Regions from separate parts of the Ovis aries genome. Here region 1 is linked to region 2. Evidence: chromatin contacts called from public Hi-C data. All regions are on one chromosome and are shown on one strand. Each heading gives the region's core, a stretch centred on a gene start, on an enhancer-like site or on the middle of the called end of the contact. The rest is flanking DNA. Distances are from core to core; before and after follow the strand shown. Region 1 overlaps BMPR1A (bone morphogenetic protein receptor type 1A). Region 2 has its middle 75 kb from the start of LDB3.

Evidence for each region. A called contact is a pair of places that touch in the nucleus more often than the background predicts.
Region 1: a contact with region 2 is called in a Hi-C map of liver, with 3 times the contacts expected there. The contact joins two enhancer-like sites. A contact is called at or near these places in 2 of 16 Hi-C or Micro-C datasets (liver and muscle).

Annotation. Positions count from the first base shown.
Region 1 is chr25:40,558,992-40,565,536 of ARS-UI_Ramb_v3.0, reverse strand. BMPR1A (bone morphogenetic protein receptor type 1A) reads right to left here. Exons shown (of 11, transcript NM_001280714.1): 4 at 6,141-6,237; 5 at 5,875-5,974; 6 at 1,642-1,786. Among named protein-coding and RNA genes, the nearest start is that of BMPR1A, 15 kb to the right of the region's middle. Within about 2 kb of position 3,251, at least 14 of the 54 cell types and tissues checked have an H3K27ac peak or open chromatin away from gene starts, as enhancers often do. A contact at or near this core is called in liver, where this site is marked.
Region 2 is chr25:40,427,050-40,433,163 of ARS-UI_Ramb_v3.0, reverse strand. It overlaps a transcript of BMPR1A not described here. Among named protein-coding and RNA genes, the nearest start is that of LDB3, 75 kb to the right of the region's middle. Within about 2 kb of position 3,308, at least 1 of the 54 cell types and tissues checked has an H3K27ac peak or open chromatin away from gene starts, as enhancers often do. A contact at or near this core is called in liver, where this site is marked.

The DNA of each region.
Region 1 (6,545 bases), core at 2,002-4,501, 130 kb before region 2:
TAAGAAATCTTCACTCAAAGTTATAATAATTTCCTAAAACACTTTCTTTTAAAGGTTTTGTACTTTTATATTTAGGTCTATGATCCATTTCAAGGTGATTCTGTATTGCATATGGAGTGAGGTAAGGGTCAAGATTCACGTCTTGGCAAATGGATACCCAAGTTTTCCTGCGCCATTTGCTGAATAGACACTCTTCCTCACTGAATTACTGTGGCATCCAAATCAATTGACCACATATGTGTACGTTCATTTTCAGACTCTATTCTGTCCCACTGACATACACATTTATCCCGATGCCAGGATTAAACACTGTTGACTACTGTAGTTCCACAATGAGCCCAGAAATCAGGTAGTGAATCCTCTTTACTCTTTTTCAAAACTGTTTTGGCTCTTCTAGGTCCTCTGCATTTCCAAATAGTCTTTAGAATAAACTCATCAATTCCTATAAAAGTTTGCTCTGATTCTGATTTGAATTGAAACGGTAAATCAATTTTAGGCTAACTGAAATCTCTAATATTGAGTCTTCTGAAACAAAAACAGGATATATATCCATCTCCTTCCGAATGGTTTTGTTAAACTCTTTTGGCGAGGTTTTCTAATTATAAGTGTACAGGTCATACATAAATGCTGTCACGCATATTCCAAATATTTCAAGTTTTTAATGCTATTTAAAATGATACTGCTTTTAAATCCCTGTTTGTCGACAGTGTATATAAATTCAACGCTTTTTGTACAAAGACCTTGTTATGCAATCTTGATAAACTCACTTATTGGTTGCTGTCATTTCACATTATCATTCTTAACACTTTCTATGTAGACAATCATGCTGTTCACATATGAAGACAGTTTTACTTTTACTTTTCCAATTTAATGACAGAATTACCTAATTCAATGAATTTTAAAATGAGACATCAATGACTTAAACACATCCAAGTAAACAAAGCATTTAAAATCTGAGTATCTAGTGTTTATTCTAAGTATCCCCTTCATCCTTAAGTCTAAATCTTTCTATACATATAACTCCCTGAGAATTACCTACATCTCCCTTTAACGTTATTTTTATGAACTGTATTTCCATAACATAGTTTCGTACTGAAGTATAAGAAGTATAGTTCTTCTTATGAAGATGATCTGTGGGAGTAACTTCTCTTTGATTTCAGAATCTGAAATAGTTATATTTCTCCCAATCGATCATTTAACCTTAGAGAGGCAAAGAATTTTATACCTGATTCCTCAAGATGGCTGTTAAAAATGCGTGAGCTGATGCTAACACTTACACAGCACTTCATGACCACACTTTCTCTCTTGACCTTGCTTGCGGCTCTGCCTTACCTGCCTATCTTTTCTTATTTCATATTTCTTATTTAAACTGATTTAATCTTCTAGCCATCTCCCTTGTGACTCAGCTGGTAAAGAATTTGCCTGTAATGCGGGAGAGCTGGGTTCGATCCCTGGGTTGGGAAGATCCCCCGGAGAGAGGAAAGGCTACCCACCCCAGTATTCTGGCCTGGAGAATTCCATGGACTCTGTAGTCCATGGGGTCACAAAGAGTCGGACACAACTGAGCGACTTTCACCCCACCATATGACAATACATTCTGCATCAGTACACCGTTCATGCTCACATGACATTCCAGCTTACCAATAAGGGTAGTCCAGATCCACTACCAGAACTCTGTGACTGGTCAATAAGGTCTTTTAATGATTCTCCAACTGGAATAAATGCTTCATCTTGTTCCAGATCACGATTGTAACGGCGTCTGCTTGAGATGCTCTTGCAATAATGTCTTTTATTTTAAAAGAGCAGAAGATAACTATATTAAAATTCTAAAACAATAAAATTCTAAGGTAAGAAAAATCTCGAGACTGTTGACATTATCATCATTCCTTCATCACATGGGTTCATAACCAAATTAGTCTTATCATAGAATAATATATTCTCTGTTAAAATAATGTCCAAAGATGGAGTTTCTGAAATAGAGAGCTATTTACTACCTTAAAATGGAAAGATGTCCATGGTACGTTGGCAAGTGAAAAAAACCGATTAAAAACCAGCATGTAAAGTCTCACCCTCACTATAAACAGTTTAGAATTATATGCATCTATACTTCTCTGAAAGGATCAGAAAGGATATATAGCAGTTGTAAATAATAGTTATTGCTGGGGATGTAAGAATATCCATTCTTTGCTTTACATATGTTTTTTCATTTGAATTCATAAACGTAGTTTTACATCATAATGAACAATAAATATACTACCATTTTTAAAAAGGGAAAAGGAGTTTACGGAAGAGAAGTCAAACAAGTTCATTCTGATATTTTTAAAGGTTTTTGAAAAAAACTTTAAATTATGAGATGTTTCAAACATTTAAACAGTAGAGATTAATTTAATTAGCACCCATGTGTAAACCATTTAAATTTAATAAATATTAAGCTATAATTTTTTGATATATTTTAAATAAACATTAAAATATTTGAAATTTCCCTCATAATTTCATTTTCTTCTTTTAATCCTAAGAGACAAACACTGTCTTGAAGGTGGCTATAGCCTTCCTATTTATGTATTTATACCTTTACCATAAAAAGTATATATTCACACACAAATTTTTTTCTCTGGATACTAATTTCTATAAATGGCATATGTTGTATTAATATTTTACATCTTGTATAAGAAATTTCTTATGTATTACCTATTTATCCATGTTGATACATGTTAAAAAAAAAAACAGCTCATTTCTATTGATGTTCAGTGTGTCAGGCACTGTTCTGTGACTTACTTCAACTTTATTAAACTCCTAAGAGATAAGTTGTAGTGTTTCCTTTTTACAAAAGAGGAAACCATAGGCCCAGGGCTCACCATTTGCCCCAAGTCAGACAGCTGACTAATTATTCTCCAATGCTGAGGCAAGACCCTTCTGAGTGCTATAAACAGAGCCCCGTGAATTGTGAGGTTTTCAGGTCACATAGCTGGTGGGAAGAGACACTGTTCACGGCCTTGTGTGAGCACTGAATATCGATCCTTTGACCTTTTCAGGCAGTCTTTCTCAGCCTTGGGGGTTTGCTCACTTGAAATCACTGACTAAGATCAGCTGAATATTCTATGGGGCCATTCTGAAGACGTCCACAGAGTTCTTCCTCTATGAAAACTCTCTCCTTTCCAGCACTCTGCACCTATGAACCATAGCTGCTGCTCTCTCCTCAGACTCTCAGCTGTATCTCCTCGACTCAGAGTGCCTGCTGGGTTCTGCGTGAGTCATTCCTGTGTCCCGCAGTCAGGAACTCTTCTCAGGGAGTAAGCTGGGCAATAGCAAGACTCACCTCATCTGCTTCCTGTTTCTCAGGGGTCAGTGTCCTTCACGGCCTGACCGGCAGCTCTTAATACGTGAATGGGGCTTACTGATTACAGGTTTCACTCTGATAATCTGCTGGGGCCATTTCACTGGGCTTACTGGAGGCAGAATATTTAGGTCTTTTTTTCTTGGGCCAGATGGTTGTTCCCTAAGAATAATCTTCTTATACATTATCTAGAGGGAACAAGCTTGGCTAGCACGGTTCTGGACGGCTGAGGGGCCCACAAATTAGTATGTAAATATTCACTTTACCTCCTTATTTTCACTATACCATTTATCTCACCCTCAGTAACGGGACACCATAGATGGGAACATTTTTGCTCTTTCCCCGAGACAACACTTCTAGCCTTTTGCTCAGGATCAAAGTCACATGATCATTCAGAATAAGAACAGGGATCTCAACATCAGTGGTTATCTGGCAACCAAAATGGCCCACAAAATTTCTCACCTCCTGGTACACCTGTCCTTGTTTAATTCCCTTCCAGAAAGCACCAGGGCTGACCTGGGTGACCAGTAAGATATGGATGGCAGAAGAGATGGTGTGACTTCTGAGTCTAGATCACATACAGCGCCCATCTTTCACCTTGGTCTCTGGACCATTCACTCTGCACGGGAAGCCAGGCTTCCTGCTGTGAGTAAGCTCATGCAGGCCGCTCCGTAGAGAGGTTCATATCGGAGGGACTAAGATCTCCCTGGAAGTGAGCCCTGGAAGTGAGCTGCCTTGGAAGAGGATCTACCAGTTCCAGCCAAGCTTCCAGGTGAGTCCAGCATCTGCTGACATCTTCCTGAAGGTCACGAAAGATCCCGAGCTGCCCAGGCAGGTCACTCCTGAAGTCCTGACCCACAGAAATGGTGAGCGGTAATAGCCACTGTTTCAGATCACTAAATCTGGGAGTGATTTCTTAACACAGGATTGCACAACCAACACAGCACCTGACCTTCTAAAAACAGACTTTCAGGCCACCCTCTCAGTTTCCCTGCCACCCTCGGCTTAACTTCCAGAGGTGGCTAGTACTGCCAATTCGTGAACTTCTTGGGGGAATTTTGTAGTACAAATCGGTTGCTGTTTGTCTTTCTCAATTTCTAGCCTGGGATTCAGATTTTCTAGGTCTATACTCATCCATAAGTTTCCCAGATTCCACAGCTTTTTGCTGTCATCTTGTCTCCCTGTTCTGGCTGAACAAAACATTTTAAAACTCTTTATTGCCATTTTAGTGGAAGCAACAAAAGTAGAAAAGGATGCTCTATCTAAAAGACCTACTATCAAACATGTGAATCTCTGCCAGTATAACAGGTAAAAAATAAAACCTCAGTATGATTTTAACATATTTTTCATATTTTGAGTATTCTTGAGTCATCTTTTTCTTTTAAGAGCCATATGTATTTCTATTTAAACAAACCATAAGTTCATTTTTTGGTAATTACTGAATTGATTTTTTTTATTTTCGATTTATAGAAGCTCTTTATATTTAAGAAATTAGCTCTTTGTAATATAAGCAGGGGATATTTTTCACTGTTAGACTGTCTTCTGACTATTTATAGTGGTTTCTACCACATAGTAAAGTTTTATTTTTATGTAGTTGACACCATCAATCTTTCCTTTTTTAATTTTAAGGTGTTTTGTGGTTTTTTTTGGCTAGTAAGTTTTGTGTCAGATTCAGATTATTTTTAAAAACTATTCCAAGGTTTGTTCTAGTATTTAAGCATTTCACTTTATATATGTAAATATATATGTATATATACATGAATTATATATCTACATGGCTAAATCTGGCTAAAACTTATTTCAATGTACAAAACTGACTCAGCTTCATTTTTCTCCATTTTTCTCAGCTGCTGCTGAGTCACTTCAGTCGTGTCCGACTCTGTGCGACCCCATAGATGGCAGCCCACCAGGCTCCCCCATCCCTGGGATTCTCCAGGCAAGAGTACTGGAGAGGGGTGCCATTGCTATCTACTCCCAAATCCATTTACTGAATAAGCCAACTTTTCCTCAGTAATCTGAAAAGTTACCTTTATCACATACTAACTTCTACTTACAGGTCTAGTAACCAGTTCCACTGATCTCTCGGTTTATTCATCTATCAGTCAGATAATGTTTTACTATGACGTCTATGCCCTCCTCTAATCACTTTTCCCTTCTGGCAACTGTCTTCTGAAATCATGACTAAATGCAAATAACTCTGAACCACCAAATAACTAAAGAATGGTAATATATAAAATTGATTTCCTGGGATAGGTTTTAAACATTCAGATATAAGAAAGTTCAGTATTCTATAAATAAGGAAATCGTAAGTATTCATGAACATAACAAGAAGTACAGTGTTGTATCCAATTAACTGACTGATAGCTCTGTTCACTCAAGAAAATTATAACACCATTAATTAAAGGAAATATAACCAGAGAATACAAATTCATGGTTTCTAAAATACACTCAGTGTCAATGGTTTCTGCCTACTGGCCTTAAGAGCAACTGTTTATATCTACTATTCAACAAAATACTTTGCATCAAAATAATTATCTTACTTGTAACAAAAGCAGCTGGAGAAAATGATCATAGCAATTATGCAGACAGCCATAGCAATGAGCAAAGCCAGCCATCGAATGCTGCCATCAAAAAACGGACCTGACAATGGGAATAAACAGTAAAACAGACATATTATCTTTCTATTACATCTTAGAAGGAAAAAATAACTTGTAGCGTTAAACTCTAGAAAGCCTGCTTATTGTTAAAACCATAGAAAATAGTTCACTGAGATTTACGATGACTGCACTTTTCTCTGCTAACCTACCTATAACAACAGGGGGCAGTGTAGGTTGTAAATACTGGTTACATAAGTTGGTCCGACAACATTCTATTGTCCGGCGTAGCTGGGCTTTTGGTGAATCCTAAAGGAAGAAAATCAGAAATAATTTGACACAAGAAATTGATAAATACTTTTTAAAATATTCATAAAATACAATCTCCAATTCAGCGAGTGAAAAGGACCTGCCAAGTTTATGTGTGAAAAATGATATGGAAAAATTTGGATCTGTGGTGAAATAGTATTGTGAAGACTCTAAAATTTTTTTTTTTCTGAAGAAGAATGCATTATGTGGTGTCTGAGAACACTAGACTATAACTTAATTACAAATAAACAAAAGTTTATATATATATTTTAACCCAAAGTTTGGCATTTCTTAAGATATTACTATTT
Region 2 (6,114 bases), core at 2,059-4,558:
AACTGCCCGACCGTGGTGGTAGTCGTTGCGACAAAGAAACGTACAAAGCCACAGTCCAACTATTATTTACTATAGCTCCCCGGCCTCTCTTTCTGGGCTCTTTGCCAGCGTACAGAGGCGCAGGTAGGGGGGAGTTGAAGGGAAAGAAGCATTTTCGCGTCGATCCAGGAGCTGTGAGGCCTGGCCCGCCTGGGAGCCCTATGATGGAGCCCGTGAATACCAAAGGCATAAGTTGAGCAGCGGTGTTAACCCAAAAGAACTGAAGTCAGCGGACTATAAATATTGTTCCCGTCTCTGCTGTCGCTCACTCTAGTGACCTCAGATACCCTCCGAGTCTGATTCCCTCCATTTGGAGAGCATAAATAGTTGCCACTCCTTTTTTCTCCCCATTCTTTGGAAAATGCCATTTCAAGTATTCAGTGTCCTGTATGTGAAGAGTCTTGGTCTCTTTTTAAAAACCAAATGTGACCTTGATCTCTTGGGTAAGTCTTTCAACGAATGCATGGCATTAAATTATCTCTTTACAAAAGATACCTTTTTTTTTTTTAAGTTACCTTTATAAACAAAAAAAGAGACAAGGAAAAGAATGTGCCAAGCCCCGATATTTGTTTTCACACACATTCTCCCTTAAGAGATATTTAGATTCCAGACTATTCCCTTGTATTCTTGTTTAAATGACTAAAATCCCTTCCATTCTTGTTTAAAGTTTTTTTTTTTTTTTTGGTCCATCTTTCATTCCCTTCCCCGCCGGTCGCTTTTATCCACCTCTGCCCTTAATGCCTCAGATACGTTCTGTAATTCCAAATTATTTTTTCAATTCTACTTATTCTGTAATTTTTTTTCCTGAACTCTATACCTGTCTCAGGTTTGAGAGTCATGGATCTTGCTATGCAGGATGAATGTTTGATACATGAGTTTCCCTGGATCACCTAAAATTTGTCACTTTTTCAAGTTTACGACGTAGGACACCGCTTTGATGTCAAGGGATAGGGTGGACCTTTTGCTTGAGGAGATTCAGACTGATTAGCTAAAGAACTCATAGATGTAAGCTGAGCAATGTGTCACGGCAGATAAAAACTATGCTGAGTGTGTACTCTCTAGAGCCTAGTTCAATTTTCAGATATATGAATCAGTCTATAAAATAGACAACCTCAGGTTAGAAATTTAGTATTTCAAAATGAACAAATCCATGTTGCCTAGGTTGTGTTATATGCCACTGTAGAAATTACAGCAAAACTGAAGCATCAAATTTTAGGTCGTCATAGCTTTGCTTCTTGAGAAAAGGATCTCCTTTTCAAATTTTCAAGAATTTTACTTAATATCCTTTTGCTTTCCTTGGACAGAGCCCACCTGAGTGCCCAGGCTGAAATCCTTAGCTTTATCACAGCAGGCAACCTAGGTACTGACAACTGAGCAGGGCATGGTGTTTTCTTTGGTTCCTGGCATGTGTATGCATGCCAGCCTGTTTCTCCGGTTTTCCTGCCCACTTAAATGAACAAGAGCAGCCAGGAAGCCCAAAGAGACAACTGAACACGTATGGTCTGGCCCCCAAACTCAAAGGCAACACCTCAAGGTGCAAATTCAACATTCTCTACTGTGATAGTTTTCCTCTAAGTAGGTTAACAGAATGCTTTGGAAATGGATCTTTTTCCTCTGCATGGTCTGTTTGAGGTATAAGCCTCAAGAGTGGTAGTTGCATGCCCAAATCACACAGCATTAGTTTGGAATGCAAAATCACCCCTCTTCTGCAGTTCTCAGGTCCTCAAGATAGGTCTGATCACCTATCTTAACACCCCGAGACAGCCAATTTCGTTTTCTTTATACCACTTTTTACTGTATGAAATTACTTCATTTAGTTATTTGTTCATGGTCTGAGTCTCTCTGACCTACTAGAATATAAACTCCATGAGAGCAGAAACCTTGTCCATCTTGTTCTCAACTGTTTCTGCAGAGTCTAGTGCATAACTAGTGCTCAATATTTGTTAAATGAATGAGATAAAAGACGGAATTTCCTTTAAGCATTTCTGAACCTTGTCATCAAAATCCAGTTTGTTTATTTATTTAATCTTCTCTTTTCTTTTAGCCGCACTGTACAGTTTGCAGGATCCTAGTTCCCTGACCACAGATGGAATCTAGGCCCCTTGCAGTGCGGAGCCCTAACCACTGGGCTGCCAGGGAATCCTGGTATCCAGTTTTAGAGGGTGGCTTAGACTATGTTGAAAAGGTGAGGGCGAGTCAGGGAAGCTATGGGTTATACCATATTCAGTGAAATGGACATGTCTGCTTTCAGGGAAGGTGTTAGTTGAATTAGGTCTTCCCTGGTGGCTCAGACGGGACAGCGTCTGCCTACAATGCGGGAGACCTGGGTTCAATCCCTGGATCGGAAAGATCTCTTGGAGAAGGAAATGGCAACCCACTCCAGTATTCTTGCCTGGAAAATCCCATGGATGGAGGAGCCTGGTAGGCTACAGTTCATGGGGTCGCAAAGAGTCAGACACGACTGAGCGACAGACTAATCCAAGTTAATCCATCCAAAGTCACTTCCCTGCTATAAAGGCAGTCCTAAGTCATCATGGATATGGAAATAAATTAGAATTCAGTAAGGAGGGACTAGTGAAGGGATGTCCTTGGCAGAGTGATGCTTTAGTTGTTTTCAAACCCAATATTAAATGGATAAGAGTGCTATGAAGAGTAGAGGAAACAGCTACATTATTCGGCATAGACCCTACTACATCATTTTATTGGTTAATAATACCCTGGTTAACGTCATGGTTAAGAAGGACCAAGCCAAAACAGAAACTGTGTTTAAGAAAAAAGATAGTTATATATATATATATATATAATTGAGTGCACAAAATAAAGTTTAAAAATCTGAATTTGTGTTTTCCTTTGTATTGGTATAATATTTTACTTCCCATTTTATTTTTACTTGTATATAACTTGATTTTTCCCACTTCTATTTTCATTTCTCTTTTTTTCAAAGGACTTGTTTCCTATGATTAAAAGATGGTTCAGTGAAGCTCTTGCTACAAAGTAGTCACCACTCGGTCCTGCCTAGTCCACGGTCTCAACTGACCTCTCCCTACTGTCAGCACACCCTTTACCGTAGACCACAATCCTCTCCTGGCAGGAAGACTCTTCTCAAAGCTCCAGTCCCAAGCCCAGGACTCAGCCACCTGCTGCTTCTGCTACTTACACCAAGATGTCCAACCTTGGCCCCCGTCTAAGCACTGACTCACAGCCCTTTTCTCGCTCCTGAAGCCCGGGCCTTTTAACCTGTGTGGAACTCGGTTTTCTCTGCCTGTGGTCTGGACTCTGCTCTCTGGAGTCTGCCCCAGCCCTACAACACAGACTCTGTTGTGTACCGATTGATACCCCTAGTGGTAACACTTGTTTGCCTTCAGCTTTATTTTCTAGAATTTCCCTGTCCATGTTCTATCCATCTGTCAGGCCTCCTTCCCCGCATTGCCTCAAGTTGAACAGCTGCCTGCTGTTCTCCTGGACTACCCCCTGTTGATTGCTCACGGTTCTCCAGCTAGCAGGTACTACCTAGAGGGCCTGAGGTCCTCCCACCCAACACCTAGACCTGGGGCCTCCCCACCCCAGCTCCACTCAGCCCACCGTCAATCTGTCCTTCCCTATCCTGTAGCGATTCACCTTGCTGCCTTTCTCTGTCCTGAGAGCAGTGGGTTTATAACCAATTACACTTTATTTTTTGACCAGATATACACAAGTTCAGTTCAGTTCAGTCGCTCAGTCGTGTCCAACTCACGCCAGGCCTCCCTGTCCATCACCAACTCCCGGAATATATATTAGTATATATATATATGTATATAGTTGCTTTTGTTTTTGCCTGGTTAAAAATAAAATGTACTAGGTGCTTGCATACATATATATATGTATATACTTGTATCTGCATACATATATATATATTTATATATATTGTTAATATGTACATGTATAAACCATATCCAGTTCTACTTACCACTCCTAAACACTGATTCTACTCAAGAATTTTGTTGGCACTAGTAGTCCAGAAATCCTAGCATCTGGAGCTGAGTATGGTTAACTTGTGAATGACCATTCAAAGAAAGACAAGGTGTCATGATAAAGATTCAAGCTGAGATAACTGGGGAGATAATAATTTTGGATCAGGAATGCTGTGTTATTAACAGCCATACTATATTAACTATATGTACGTGCTCGACATGGTTATCTAAATATATAGGTGTAGTGTGGTACCTCCAGTGTGCATAGACACACTAGTTTATCTACCACACATTTTGGGGTACCTAACCCTGTGCTAGATAGAAAGTTCTAGAGGACAAGAACTGTCTTTTTCTTACTCCATCATATCCTTAGGATCTAGCCTGCTGCCAGGCATACGAGTATGTGTTCAATATTTACTGAATAAATAAATGTACTATAATGCCCAGCACATTCCTTCCCCTAAAAGCTTAAAATCTCATAAAAGTAAGTTGTGCACATAATTCTTTACTTGATGTTTCTTTCCGAGTCAAGATTTATTGTCCTTAAGACAGTTGCTAACTCATTTTGTTCTCTACTGATAGACAGCCCTCACTCATTTCTTATATTTTTGTTAACAAAAGCAGGGTTGACTTTTTGGGTTTTGTTTTTAGTATTTTTGAGGCTTAATTTTAAAGCACTTACCTTGATAGAATGAGAGTCTAAGAAATCCTGTAATGACAGCACAGAAGTATCACCGACTATAACTTTTTCTTTTTTTGGCCATGCTGCATGGCTTCCAAAATCTCCAACCAGGGATCAAACCTGGGACTGTGGTAGTAAAAGCCCAGAATCCTAACCACTAGACTAGCAGGGAACTCCCTATCACTGGCTTTAAATTTAACATCTCTTCAACAAATAATGCTTAAGTTTTGGAGTTCTGTGTGCTCTTTAAACGGAGAAGGCAATGGCACCCCACTCCAGTACTCCTGCCTGGAAAATCCCATGGACAGAGGAGCCTGGTGGGCTGCAGTCCGTGGGGTTGCTAAGAGTCGGACACGACTGAGCGACTTCACTCTGACTTTTCACTTTCAGGCCTTGGAGAAAGAAATGGCAACCCACTCCGGTGTTCTTGCCTGGAGAATCCCAGAGATGGGGGAGCCTGGTGGGCTGCTGTCTATGGAGTCTCACAGAGTCGGACACGACTGAAGTGACTTAGCAGCAGCAGCAATGCTCTTTAAAAAAAGAACTTCCTCCATTCCCTCATGGGGGAATAAAATCAATTATCCAATCAGTAATCAATAGCTGTCACTGTTTCTTTTAAAATGTAGGTTTTACATTTGGTTTGTTACCCACTTTAAAATCTGTCTTCCTCATTGTATGCCTGAATTACACCAGCTACACTAGTTGGTCATTCCCTCTTTCAACTGATCTTGCTCAGTTTTTCCAGGTTTCGCTTAATGAGACGCCACACGCATCACAATCTGAGCACCACTACTGTATGAAAGTATTCTGCTAGAGTGGGGTCTCCACGTCCCACAGAATGAGCCACATTCATTTCTCCTTTTCCTGCCATTCTCCTGCCTCCCGTGCCCACATACCACCTCCTGTAGGAACTCATCTTTGACGGCTCCACCCTAAACCCCTTAGGCTTTTCTCTCTGTGGTCTACATCACTGACTTTTTTTGGACACTTTAGCTATTCCTGTGTCTTTCTCCAAAATATTATTTCATACTTTTATTCACTTACATACGAATAGGGGTTTTCTAGCCTCCCAGGCTGGGGGAGGACAACATAGAAGATATCAAAATACTCAAGGTATCAAAATAGTAGTCTTAGGCAGGAACCTACCAATGCTGCTGCTGTTCGATCGCTCAGTCATGTCCGACTCTTCGCAGCTCCATGGACTGTAGCCCACCAGGCTCCTCTGTCCATGGGATTTCCCAGGCAAGGATACTGGAGTGGGTTGCCATTTCCCTTCTCCAGGGGATCTTCCCCACCCAGGGACAGAACCTGTGTCTCCTGCTTGGCAGGCAGATCCCATTGTAATAGTTAAGATTCTTGCCCCTGTTTCCAAGAGGCAATGGGGAGGGTGGTGGGGGGCGGTGCCACAAACTTCTCAATGCGCCTGCCGCGCTGCTCTATCCC